Linked DNA regions of Mus musculus: all the other regions are linked to region 3. Evidence: chromatin contacts called from public HiChIP or PLAC-seq and capture Hi-C data. All regions are on one chromosome and are shown on one strand. Each heading gives the region's core, a stretch centred on a gene start, on an enhancer-like site or on the middle of the called end of the contact. The rest is flanking DNA. Distances are from core to core; before and after follow the strand shown.

What was found. HiChIP or PLAC-seq counts read pairs in DNA pulled down with a chosen protein or histone mark. Capture Hi-C pulls out chosen DNA fragments and counts their contacts.
Region 1: a contact with region 3 is called in an H3K4me3 HiChIP or PLAC-seq map of intestinal villus epithelium, with 7 read pairs. The contact joins the enhancer-like site here to the promoter of Crtc3 in region 3. A contact is called at or near these places in 4 of 39 promoter capture datasets (the C10 cell line, embryonic stem cells, liver and 1 more), 8 of 115 datasets of contacts at active chromatin or transcription factors (the 230-238 cell line, effector CD8 T cells, embryonic forebrain and 4 more) and 3 of 9 other capture datasets (adipose tissue, embryonic stem cells and liver).
Region 2: a contact with region 3 is called in a capture Hi-C map of macrophages, with 5 times the contacts expected there. The contact joins the promoter of Hddc3 here to the promoter of Crtc3 in region 3. A contact is called at or near these places in 16 of 39 promoter capture datasets (the 3T3-L1 cell line, the C10 cell line, the HPC-7 cell line and 9 more), 3 of 484 Hi-C or Micro-C datasets (B cells, the G1E-ER4 cell line and bone marrow-derived macrophages), 9 of 115 datasets of contacts at active chromatin or transcription factors (Th17 cells, acute myeloid leukemia, astrocytes and 5 more) and 4 of 9 other capture datasets (adipose tissue, liver, macrophages and 1 more).
Region 4: an H3K27ac HiChIP or PLAC-seq map of embryonic stem cells shows a contact between it and region 3, with 7 read pairs. The contact joins the promoter of Furin here to the promoter of Crtc3 in region 3. A contact is called at or near these places in 6 of 39 promoter capture datasets (cranial neural crest, embryonic stem cells, neural stem cells and 2 more), 23 of 484 Hi-C or Micro-C datasets (B cells, CD4 T cells, the HL-1 cell line and 11 more), 18 of 115 datasets of contacts at active chromatin or transcription factors (the 230-238 cell line, the NIH/3T3 cell line, T-cell acute lymphoblastic leukemia and 12 more) and 5 of 9 other capture datasets (adipose tissue, embryonic stem cells, liver and 2 more).

Annotation. Positions count from the first base shown.
Region 1 is chr7:80,421,464-80,424,231 of GRCm38.p6, reverse strand. No RefSeq gene overlaps it. Among named protein-coding and RNA genes, the nearest start is that of Gm44851, 18 kb to the right of the region's middle. Within about 2 kb of position 1,276, at least 34 of the 459 cell types and tissues checked have an H3K27ac peak or open chromatin away from gene starts, as enhancers often do. A contact at or near this core is called in intestinal villus epithelium and liver, where this site is marked.
Region 2 is chr7:80,341,735-80,344,739 of GRCm38.p6, reverse strand. Hddc3 (HD domain containing 3) reads right to left here and starts at 1,603. Exons shown (of 4, transcript NM_026812.2): 1 at 1,491-1,603; 2 at 1,146-1,201; 3 at 784-1,024. The coding sequence starts at 1,602.
Region 3 is chr7:80,687,582-80,690,326 of GRCm38.p6, reverse strand. It overlaps Crtc3 (CREB regulated transcription coactivator 3), which reads left to right and starts at 1,450. Exons shown (of 15, transcript NM_173863.2): 1 at 1,450-1,720. The coding sequence starts at 1,589.
Region 4 is chr7:80,401,449-80,404,148 of GRCm38.p6, reverse strand. Furin (furin (paired basic amino acid cleaving enzyme)) reads left to right here and starts at 1,337. Exons shown (of 16, transcript NM_011046.3): 1 at 1,337-1,619.

The sequences.
Region 1 (2,768 bases), core at 27-2,526, 270 kb after region 3:
GAATTGCAACCCTTGAGACATAAAGGCCAAAGGATTGAAAGTTCAAGGCCATCCTGGGCCACATGCAACCCTGCCTCAAAACCAACCAAACAGGGGGTTGGATAGCTTCGTGGTTCAGAGCTATTGCAGAGGACTGGAATTTGCTTCCCAGTCCCCACAGGTTAGCTCATGAACACCATAATAACTCCAGTCGCAGGTGATCCCGTGCTCTCTGACTTCCAAGAGCAATAGGCACACACACAGTGCACATACATACATGCAGGCAAGTGCTCACACACCCACACACACAAATCTTTTAAAATTTAATTTAAAACAAAGCCAGTGAGCTGGCTCAGAGCTCAGAGTGTGAGTGGGGTGATAAAAGCACAGATCCCATGTAAAGACAGGAGAAAGCAGCTCCAGATGTTCTCTGACCTCAGTATGTACGCTGTGGCATCCACCGTCCCACGATGCACACACAATCATACAGAGTTAATCATATAGAACTCATATATATATATATTAGGATATTCAAGACAGAGTTTTTCTGTGTAGCCTGACTGTCCTGGAACTCACTCTGCAGACCAGGCTGACCTCAAACTCAGAGATCTGCCTGCCTCTGCCTCTGCCTCCTGAGAACTAGGGCTAAAGGAGTGTGCCACCCCCCCCCACCCCCGCCCAGTTTGTAAATAACATTTAACAATAAATGAATACAAGATAAAGGGATAGTAGGGAAGATTTTAGGAAACTTTTAGGAAACAATGGCCAAATGGCAACAAAAGGATTTTAATCCCCCAGGGGAGGCTTCTGTTTTCTTTTGACCCGCCCTCCGGAAGGGGAGTAATCCAGGCTCCTGTTCACCAAGAAGCAGACAGGCAGGTGCCACTGCGCCCCATTAGCCACCATAATCTTTTAAAGACGCTAAGGCTGGAAGCTCAGGCATCAGGCTATGAAGAGAAGCCAGGGGGGAGGGGCACAGCCAGGGAACACGCCAACAGGAGGCTTTGCCATATGACAGAGGCAATGCCAACCACCAGGAGAAGACAGGCTCCTTATAATGGGCAAGAGCTGATCCATCCGGGGAGGATAAAATTAGCTCACTCCCAACTCCAGGTGGGTTCGGGGCTCACAGATGAAGAACGGAAGCTTAACTCGGAGAGGAAAATATAGGAGAATGTTTTTACGATCTCCCGGCAAGAAATAATCTTTTAAAAGTAAACTGGAAACTTGCTGCCCGCACTAGGAAAGGCAAGCGCTTTCTGAGTGCGCAGCTAGATAAGATTTGGTAAAGTAAACGCAGCTGAGCACCCATCCGACCACGTGACCGGCACCTCCCTCAGTCCCCTCGCTGACAGGGGTTAAGTTAGGGTAGGTTTGTCGATGGAGCTTAGCAGGAAGGCTCCTGCCTATCATGGTCAAGGTCCTGGGTTCAATCCCAAACACCTTCCTTCCCCACACCACCAAAAAAAAGAAGAGAAATCCTAGTGCTTGGGAGGTAGATGCAGGAGGGTCAGGAGTTCAAGGTCCTGCTTGGCTATGTAGGGGAGTTCAAGGCTAGCTTGGGGTACAGGAGACTGTTAAAAAAAAAAAAGTAAGAAGCCAGGTGTGGTGCCATGTGCCTTTAATCCCAGCACTTGGGAGGCAATGACAGGCTGATCTCTGAGTTTGAGGTCAGCCTGGTCTACAGAGTGAGTTCCAGAACCAGTTAGTGCGTCACAGAGAAACCCTGTCTCAAAAAGCCAAAAAAACAAACAGAAAACAAAACCCGTTTAGATGCTGAATTCAGCTGGCAGAGTCCTCATATAACATACTGGAAGCAGGAAGAGTGTGGCAGACATCTGAAATTCTGGCATTGGGAGGTAGAGGCAGGAGGATCAGAAGTCCGGGGTCATCCTCTGCTAGTGAGTTAAAGGCCAGCCTGGACTACTTGAGAGCTTATCTAGAAAAGCAAAAGCAAAAACTAAGGCACAAAGAAAAGAGGACGGGGCTGAAGCCAGTGCTCACCCTGGGTTCCCAGCACGATGTTCACAAGCATCTGTAACTCCAGTTTCAGGGGCCTCTGCATCCGCTCTGGCCTCCCAAGGCACCAGGCATACACACAGTTTATAGACACACATGTAGGGAAAACACCCTTACATAGAGATAAAATAATTCAATGTCTTCTAAAGAAACACGGTCATTTAACCGTTAGCCTGGCATGGTGGTGCATACTTGTAAAAGCTAGCCTGGGCTACATAGTTCTAGGCCAATCTAGGCTAAGTAGACAGACCTTGTCTCAAACAAACAATAGAATCGGCAACACAATTATTTAATTTTTACAGTAACAGAAAATGATGCAGATAAGGTTAAAAAAGAGAGACCACAATAAAAAAAAATATTTTTTGCAACACATCTAGTAAGCAGGAGAGTTGTACTCAGAAAAGGATGGGTGTTTCCGTTCAAGAGACACAGAGGCAGCTCACATACAGAGCCTGGGCTCAGTCTGCACAAGGCTGCACGCTCAACCCGCAGCCTCAAAACCTCAAACAAACAACATGAGAAGTAAAATCCAATTCTCAGCAAGACTACCAAGTGGGGTGCAGATTCCTTTGGGGAGGTGGGAGCTAAATCAGGGCCTTTGGGGAAGACGTTCTCCTTGCCAAGGGGCCGGCCCTGGAGAAGAGAGACTCAGCCTAAACCTTGAGCGCTGGAGACAATTTTTGCAGGAGGAAATGAAAAGCTTTTATCCCCTTATTTTATTTTTTATTTTTATTATTGTATGTGTATGATCGTTCTGTCTTCATGTGTGT
Region 2 (3,005 bases), core at 354-2,853, 350 kb after region 3:
GAAGGTGCAGCCTCAGTTGCAATTGAAGGCCCAGGACTGAAGGGGTCATGCAGTGTTTTGGAGATGCCAGTACCATGAGATGACCACCAAGAGCAGCAGCAGCAGTGGGGTACAGGCATCTGGAGCCTAGAGGACGATGCGTGTGCTACAAAGGGCCTGGCTGGAGAAGTTACCCAAGCCCTTGGAGGAGCCCAGAAGATCGTGAGTTGGATCCCAGACATTGGACGGTTGGAGATTGACTTTTGCTTTTGATTGTGACTGTGCCCTGATATTTTCCCTCTTGAAGGAAGAAACTGTTTTAGTGGAGCCCACAGTTAAGAGACTTTTAATTGTAAAAAGACTTTGGATTTTAAAAGAGATGGATATTTTAAAGAGATTGAAATTTTAAGAATATGTAAAGGCTGTGGGACTTTTAAAGTTATTTAGATCTTGGGGATGAATAAGATTGTAAGGGTTGAGGCTTACTAGTGATGTTTTTGTGTGTCAAGTTGACAAGGGGTCAATTGTACTGGCTAATTTTGTGTCAACTTGACACAGCTGGAGTTATCACGGAGAAAGGAGCTTCTGTTGAGGAAATGCCTCCATGAGATCCAACTTGCTTCTTGGTCATGATGTTTGTGCAGGAATAGAAACCCTGACTAAGACAGAGGTTTAGTCGGAGGTGTTACGACCACCCCTCCCCACTCTACCCCCCGACTTATTTCTGGGAATCTAACCAACCTGTATTTTCAGAAGCTGGCCATCCCCTCCCCCTCTCTCCTCAGAGCCAGTAGGAGAGCATACCTGTAGGGGTGCAGCGATTCAGGTCCCTCAGATTGTATAGCTTGTCTGCCAGCTTCACCAGTTTGGCCCCTGGGCTGCTGTGTGGTGCCTGCTCCACCTGTTGCCGCTTTCTTTCCAGTTTGGGCAGAGTCTTGTCATCTGTTACCTCCTCCACCAAGCGTCGAACCTGTGCTCCAAAGTGCAGCTCTACCTCATCCAGGGTAGTATCTGTGTCTTCTACTGTGTCATGGAGCAGGGCGGCCTGGGGATAGGTTACCATTCAGCCCAGTGACACTAACCTACTAGCCAAATAAATAGCACCCATTGTTCAACAGTACTCTGGTTTCCCGCACCAGCCTCCTGGCAGAGAAGGGTAGCCTTACCTGTAACACCACAATATCAGTGATTCCAGCCTCATGGGTTAGGATCCGGGCTACACCTGGCAGGGGCAAAGCAGAAGTCAGTCTAGAAGGAGCCAGATGTAGCACCTCACCAGCTGGATGACCTTGGAAAGTCCCTTACCCTCTTGGGATATCGACTGTACCAAGGGAGCACTCCTGCCTTCTACCCCAGGTGAGGCTTACACGCATAACGCATGAAAAGTGGTTGATACAACGCTTGGGACTCGAAGAAGGCGCTCAGTAATTTATATGCGCTTTGTGTTCCCGTCCCAGTTAGTCCCCACCCGCCACGGGCCGCGAGGGCTGCTTCCCAACTGGCGCGCCCACCGATGGGGTGATTAATGTAGGGAGTCCCTTCAGGATCTTTTCGTCGCTGCTGTCGGTGTTTGTGAGCGGCGAAGTCAGCAGCCTCCAGCAGCTGAGCTGCCTCCGAGCCCATTGCGCTGGTGGCGCGAGGGACTGAAGCTTCGGAGTCCGAACAAATCACCTATAGCGCCGCCTGGCGCTTCGGAGGCTCGGAGAACGGAACTATTTCTAACAAGCTGTAATTCATTCATCCCCCCTCCCCCAACGTGTGTGCGCGTGCGTGTGGATTATAGAGGCTATAAGTCTCCACCTTAGTTTTTGGAGACAAAGACTCTCCTTGAACCTGTAGCCCAGGTATTTAGCAAGACTAGCTACCGAACGAGTTTCAAGGAGTCTCCTGTCTCTGCCTCCACAGTACAACAGGCGTAGGTTGCCATCCCCAGCTTTTTTACCTGGCTATTGCAATAATCTGAAAGAATGCAAGTCCTTATTCTTGTGCAGCAAGCACTTTACCCACTGAACCATCATCCCATTCTCAACGGAGGTTCTTTAAAGACCGAGATCCTGGATATAGAAGTTTTCAACAATCACAGCGGCTGGTGCAGCGTTCTCCCCACCATGCCCCAGGACGTAGTAGAACTAACAGTCTTTGCAGAAAAGGGAGACAAAACCAAAAGTGATAGTTTCACAGAGTGCTGGGTACAGAGCTGGAAGGCACGGGTGGCCGTGGGATCGTGGGGGGAAAGCCCATTTTATCTAGCCTGGGAGGCAGAGACAGCGTCTTCCACGAGAAAAAGGCCATCTACAGCCTGGCACAACACCCAGACCGTTTTCAACGTGCTCCAAACATCGCTCTCCTCACAGGGTCAGTCTCTGTTATCTTGGGCATCTGAACCTAACATCTTGGCCCTAGAGATGCTAGGATTTGACCTGGAGAGTTGGATCTTGCTTAATTGCTTCAGATGTGGGCTCCTGGGACACAACACTGTTTCTACAGAAACCGTTTGCATTCATCTCTTGAATCATGAGGGAGCCTGCTTCAGTCCCCAGACCTCTGCTCTGGGCCCTTGAGGTAGTGAGTCTTGTCCCCGCGGTTTCAGGAGCATAGTGTTGCCTAGCTTGGGTAGGCACTGGAACAATCCTTCTCTCTTTACCGGCCATCGAGCTTTGGATCTTCTGGAGAAATCCCGTCTTGGCGTTGGCAGCTCTGAAGTATGAGGGATAAGCAAGACCTTGGCATCTCCCCAAAGGGTTCTGAGAAGTGGAGACAGCCAGCTGCTAAGTGTATTCCACCAGGCAGGTAGCTTTTGTGTCTGGGCTGGCAGCTGGGGAGATAAGGCTCAGGGGAAAGCCTAATGACTGGACTCTCTGACAGGCTTGGTGGTTGCCATGGCGCTGCAGTTACAGAGGGATGCCCCACAGGCTGAACAGAGGTCTCTGGGGTCTAAAATGGAATAATCCATATCCCCCAAGGTGTCCGTGCAGCCTAGAAATTGAGGAATGGGTAGATAGAAACACAGTTGGCTTCACACGCTC
Region 3 (2,745 bases), core at 201-2,700:
AAGCATGGTGGGTAGGACAATACAACAGACACATAAGCCTAATTATAACAAAACAATCTAGGGACTAGTGAGCTCCCTAAGTCGGTAAATGTGCCTGCCACCAACCTGAGTTATTGGCGGATGTGAGTACACACACACACACACACACACACACACAAAATGAATAATGAATGAATGTAAAAAACCAACACATATAAAAACAGTTGCAGGAAATACAAAAGTTGCACATCATGTCTATAAATTCTTTTTGGTTTTGTTTTTGAGACAAGGTCATCATACAGTCTGGACTGGCTTTCTTCTCATTATGTAGCCAAGGAGGACCTTGAACTACTGATCCTGCTGCCTCTAACTCCTGACTGCTAGGATTACAGGCACTTGCCATAATGCCCAGCCTCATTTTTGTATAAATTTTAAACATAAAACTTCCTATCCCACATAGAGTAACTGGATTAATAAATCATACACAATAAAAGGAAGAACAGAATAATAAGTATATGTTAATTTTGAAAAAATGAACAGTAGTGTTAGACATCACTACCAACATAGTTACTTTTTATGGAGACAAAGAATGAGGTGGGGTTCTTTTTTTTTTTTTTTTAAATAAACTCCAAGCATATGAAGCAAAACGATTTTTAAAAAGTCTTATTGTGTATGTGTGTCTAGGTATGTGCTTGCTACAGCCTGAGTGTGGAGGCCAAAGGACAAGTCTCAGGAGTCAGTTATCTCCTTCCACATGAGTCATTTAGCTGGCCCCAAAATGCCTTTTAAATTTTATTTGCAGTGTTGGAATCAAACCCAAGGCCTAGGGCTTGTCACACAAGCGCTCTACAGCTGAACACCGTCCCCAGGCTCTGCAAAAATGTTTTGATGGTTTAATCATGAGGTGCGTGGGCGTTGTTGTTATTTTCCGTATTTCTCCTCATGTCGCTAATACGTCCTAATTCACAGAACACAGTCATGCTCAACACTCTCCAGGACATCTTGGTGTACAATTATGTTGGAAGCAGCTTCTGGGCTAAAAAGGGGGAAGCCTGACGAGGCCACTTGCTGTTTTACCAGCGAAGTTGAACGGATGGGAGAGATGGCTCAGTTAAGAGTACAAACAGCTCTTACAGAGGCAAAGACCCGTGTTTGGTTCCTAGATTAGTGTGATCTCCGTGGGTGCCTGCATGCACATATACATATGTACACATCCACACTGGGCAGTGGTACCCAGCGGCTCTCACACATTGGTGCAGCTTAACTTTACAGACGTGATATAGGTGTGAGAAGTCCCGAAGCAGGCTGGGGACCGTGGGCTCAGCCCTCGGTCGGCTCGCCGGAGGTCGAGCTCCCCGGCTGGGAGGCCGGGCTTCGGGGCCCGGAGGCCGGGCGGGCCGCGCCGAGGGCGGAGCCGCCGCGCGGGGGCGGACCTCGGCGCGCTCCCGGCCGCTCGCTGGCTCTGGGGCCGCGGCGGCTCCTCTGCCGGGTCGCGCCGGAGGACAGGTTTCGGGCGGCGGCTTGGGCGGCCTGCGGACAGACCGGGTGGGCCGAGCAGCGGAACCCCGCGCCTGCCGTGTGCCTAGCCCGCTAGCGCCGGGCGCGCGCCATGGCCGCCTCGCCCGGTTCGGGCAGCGCCAACCCGCGGAAGTTCAGTGAGAAGATCGCCCTGCACACGCAGCGGCAGGCCGAGGAGACGCGGGCCTTCGAGCAGCTCATGACCGACCTCACCCTGTCCCGGGTGAGCTCCGGGGCCGGCGCGAGCGGTGCGGGCGGGTCCGCGCGGCGGGGAAGAGGTCGCCGGGCCGAGGCGGCGGCGGCGGAGCCGGGCGGGGGCCGCGGGTGGGGAGTGGGGCCGGGGCGGCCGCGGCCTCGGCTCTGGCCGGCCTGGCGACACCGAATGCGGCTTGCTATCTCGGTGGACGGGCCTCGGTGCGTTGAGCTGGAAACGGCCGAGCCCGGGGAGGCGGGCAGCGGGGCCGGGCGGCCTAAGCGGGAGGATGACCCCGAGAGGAAATCGCACGCAGCTGCAGCTCAGAGGCCGGACCGAGGCACGCCTGGTTCGGGCGGTGCGGCTTCTCCGTGGACACCCACGGCCAGCGAGCCCTTGACTGTCGGCGTAGAAGGCCTCGGGGGCCGGAGGGTCGCACATCCTCCCCGAGGGGAAGACTTGGTGCACGCACAAGCGAATCGACGGCTGGCCCCTGAGTGGCAGGGGGCCTTGGTACCACGTTGAGATTCCGTGGCTTTCCCTCCTTCGCCTCTTGGAGGTGCTTTCCGTGGTCCGGTGCATTTGCTCAGCATCAGATATTTAGTGAGAACTGACAGGGTGCCTAGCGCAGATGGTGACTGCGGAGGGACCCAGAGGAATGAGTAAGAGCGAGTCGGAACAAACACCTGGGAGGCTAGACAACTGGAGCGGACGGCAGGGGATGGAGACGGCAGGAGTGTCTGTGTAGACTGCAGAGGGTCAACGTGAGTGGGCAGCCTTGAGGATTCTGAGTGCTGGCCTTGAAGGCACATTGTCAGATGGGGGAGGCTAGGAAGATGCTGGGGGTGGACAGCTGGAAGCAGACGTGTGAGCAGATTGCAAGCTGGTTGTTTCCCTGCTTCCCAAGGTGCAAGCGTATTCTATTTTGGCCACCATAGTGTTTGGGATTGAAAAACAAAAACAAGAAAACTAAAATCTGTTGCTAGGGTTTAAATTGGGAGTTTTTTCTTTTAACATAAATTTAACATAAACTAAACTAACATAAATGTATAGCA
Region 4 (2,700 bases), core at 88-2,587, 290 kb after region 3:
GGTCCCCACAGGTCTTAGCTCCTTCTAAGGGAAAGCCCCCAATCTGGGAGGAACCAGACTTTTAGAGACCCCATGTCTGCAGTGTTTTAACGGATGCTCAAATAACAGATTCAGTTAACTTCATACACATCTCCATTTTCAGAGGGATAAATCGGGGCTCTGAGAATTTAAGGTTCGAAATAATGCAAAATAGTACCGCAAGGATTTGAGCCCAACTTTCCTGGACGACTTTCCACACAAATGATACGTGTGTATGTGTGTATGTGTACTACTTTGAGGGTTTTGAGGCAAAGTCTCATGTGGCCAGGTTATCTCACAGAGAGCAAGAAGGGATGTGCAGAGGCCGCTGGCGACCTTGGAACAACCCAGCCTGGGAAGATCTTGGCCCGGTTCCCCTCTTCTTTCTCAGCTCGAGCAGAATGTCAACCTTCCGCCAAGTAGCACAGCCGTTTTCTAGGGCAGGAACCCAGGGAGGGAAGGGCTCTGGCTGGTATACTGTAAGTAGCTTGGAGTGAAACGCTGCCAAGTCTGAGGCCTGCTAAGTTGTGTAGCTTAAGGAAAATTATTTAAACTTTGTGTGCCTCAGTTTCCTTATCTGTAAAGTGGGATTAATAATGTCATCCTGAGCGGATTATGTGGATTAAGGAATGTACATAAGGAGAAGATAGGGTGAACTGATTGGCCCAGTGCCTAGCTCTCCGTTGTTGCAGGGGGAAAAAAAAGTATTGGGAAAAAAAAAAAACCATAAAAGGAGGTGGGCTATTTCTGTTTATCCACCTGTCTCTACAAAAGCAAATAAAACTGTGACTCCTCTAACTGGAGGCACGAGGGCTGCCCTGCCGCTGTGAGATCCGACCTGAGAGTGGAGTTGCCCCAGGTCCGCCATCCCAGGGCGCTTCCCTTGACTATCCCCAAACTCAAAACTCGGGACCCAGGAACCTCGGGCAAGGCAGGGCCAGCTTGGACTCTCCCCAAACCCCCCGACCCTCGGCCCTTCCCTCGCCATCTCGCCCGCGGGCTCCCAGTCCGGGTCTCCGAAACCATCTGCCCGGGAGTTTGCGGGGCCAAGAGCCTAACGCGGTGCGGACCGAGGGGCCTGGGGTGGCGCGCAGGGACCACGCTCCCTACCCGCCCCGCTGGCAGCCGCAGACAGGGCGCCCCGAGAACGCAGGGCCCGCCGCGTGGAGCTCTCTGAACACCGGCCGGGCCCGGCCGGGCCCGGCCTGACCCGACCCGGGCGGCGAACGGGCCGGGCCGGCTGCGGCCGCCGAGCGCGGAGGTGGCGCCGCGAGGGGGAGGGGCGCGGCGCGGAGGAGGAGGAGCCCGGGCCGCCGCCGCCGCCGCCGCCGCTGTGACAGCGGCCCGAGTAAACAAGCCGCGCCGCCGCGGCCGGGCCGCTGCCCCCCGCCCGCGCCCGAGCCCAGGCCGAGCCTTGCCCTGGTCGCCGGCCGGGCCGAGGCCGCGCCGCCGCGCCTCCCCGCCTGCGCGCCGTGACGCCGCTGCCGGGCGCGGGGACCGCCGGAGCCAGGCCCCCGCCGCCGGGCTCCGTGCTCGGCCGAGGGGTACCCGAGCGGCCGCGGCGCTCGTCCGGAAAAGTTTCCCCGCCCGGGCTCCCCAGGGTAAGCGGCGAGGGCGCGCGGCCCGGGGCCGGGGAGGCGGCGCGCTGGGGAACCGGGCCCGGAGCGGGCGGGGGAGCGCGGAGCCGGGCGGCGCAGCCCCGGGCCTCGCCGGCCGCCGGGCTCTGGTCGCGGATTCTCGGCCGCCGCGGCGGGAGGACGGGAGCCGCGCAGCCCACCTGAGCGCCGGGCTTGGGCCCGCGCCGGTACTTTTCCGCTGGGGCCGGGGCGAGCCCTATGACCTCAGGAAGCGCCGGCGGGGCCCCTGCTGGGGCGGGCTAGGCAGAGCATTCCTCGGACTCTGGGTGCTCCCGCCTGCCCGCGGTCCTCCGTGGCCCCGGCGGCCGGGGCCTGCGCCTGGTGGGGCGCGCTCCCGGGAGGGCACGGGGTCCTCGGCCGCCTGGCACACCTGTACGGCCGGAGCGGTCGGGGGCGGATTTCGCGTGCGCGCACAGGCCGGCTTGGGGGAGGCTCGCTCCGGGCTGCCTCCTGCCGAGGCCTGGCCGAGGCCCCTGCTGCCCCCATCCATCGGGTGGCTAGCCGAGGGGCGGCCTGCTTGCCATACAGGTCTGACAGCAGACACTAGTCTGCTCGGTGCCGCCGTTCCCACCGCCCCAGGGCTTTGCGCCTAGGGGAAGTGGACTTTCATCTCTCTGAAGCACTGGGATTCTCTCTGACTTGGGAAGTGCCAAGACGACGCAGGTGATGTGGCCCAGTGAGGGCATGTGGCTGCTGGCCAGGTGTGGACATAGAAAAGGAGGGTGGGCGAGCAGATTAGGTGTGTGTTTCCTGTTTTGGGCTTCTATCTAAAATTTGTATTTTTTTAAAAAGAGGATCCTATGGCTTAAAAAAAGTTTGAAAGCCTCTGTCCTAATAGTTTTTAACCACCAAGGAAACTGAGGCCCAGAGAGTGGAAATGACTTGTGTAAGTAGTTGAGCAGGGACTAGGAGTTAAAATTTCCTGGGAGGTGCCTGTAACAGGACCTGCCTTGGGGTCTCTGCTGGAAAGAGAGACCTGATTGGGTTTCCCAGCAGTCTTTGGTGGCTTGCTCTGTGGCTGCCTCAGCTGGGTCTCCAGGTCCTA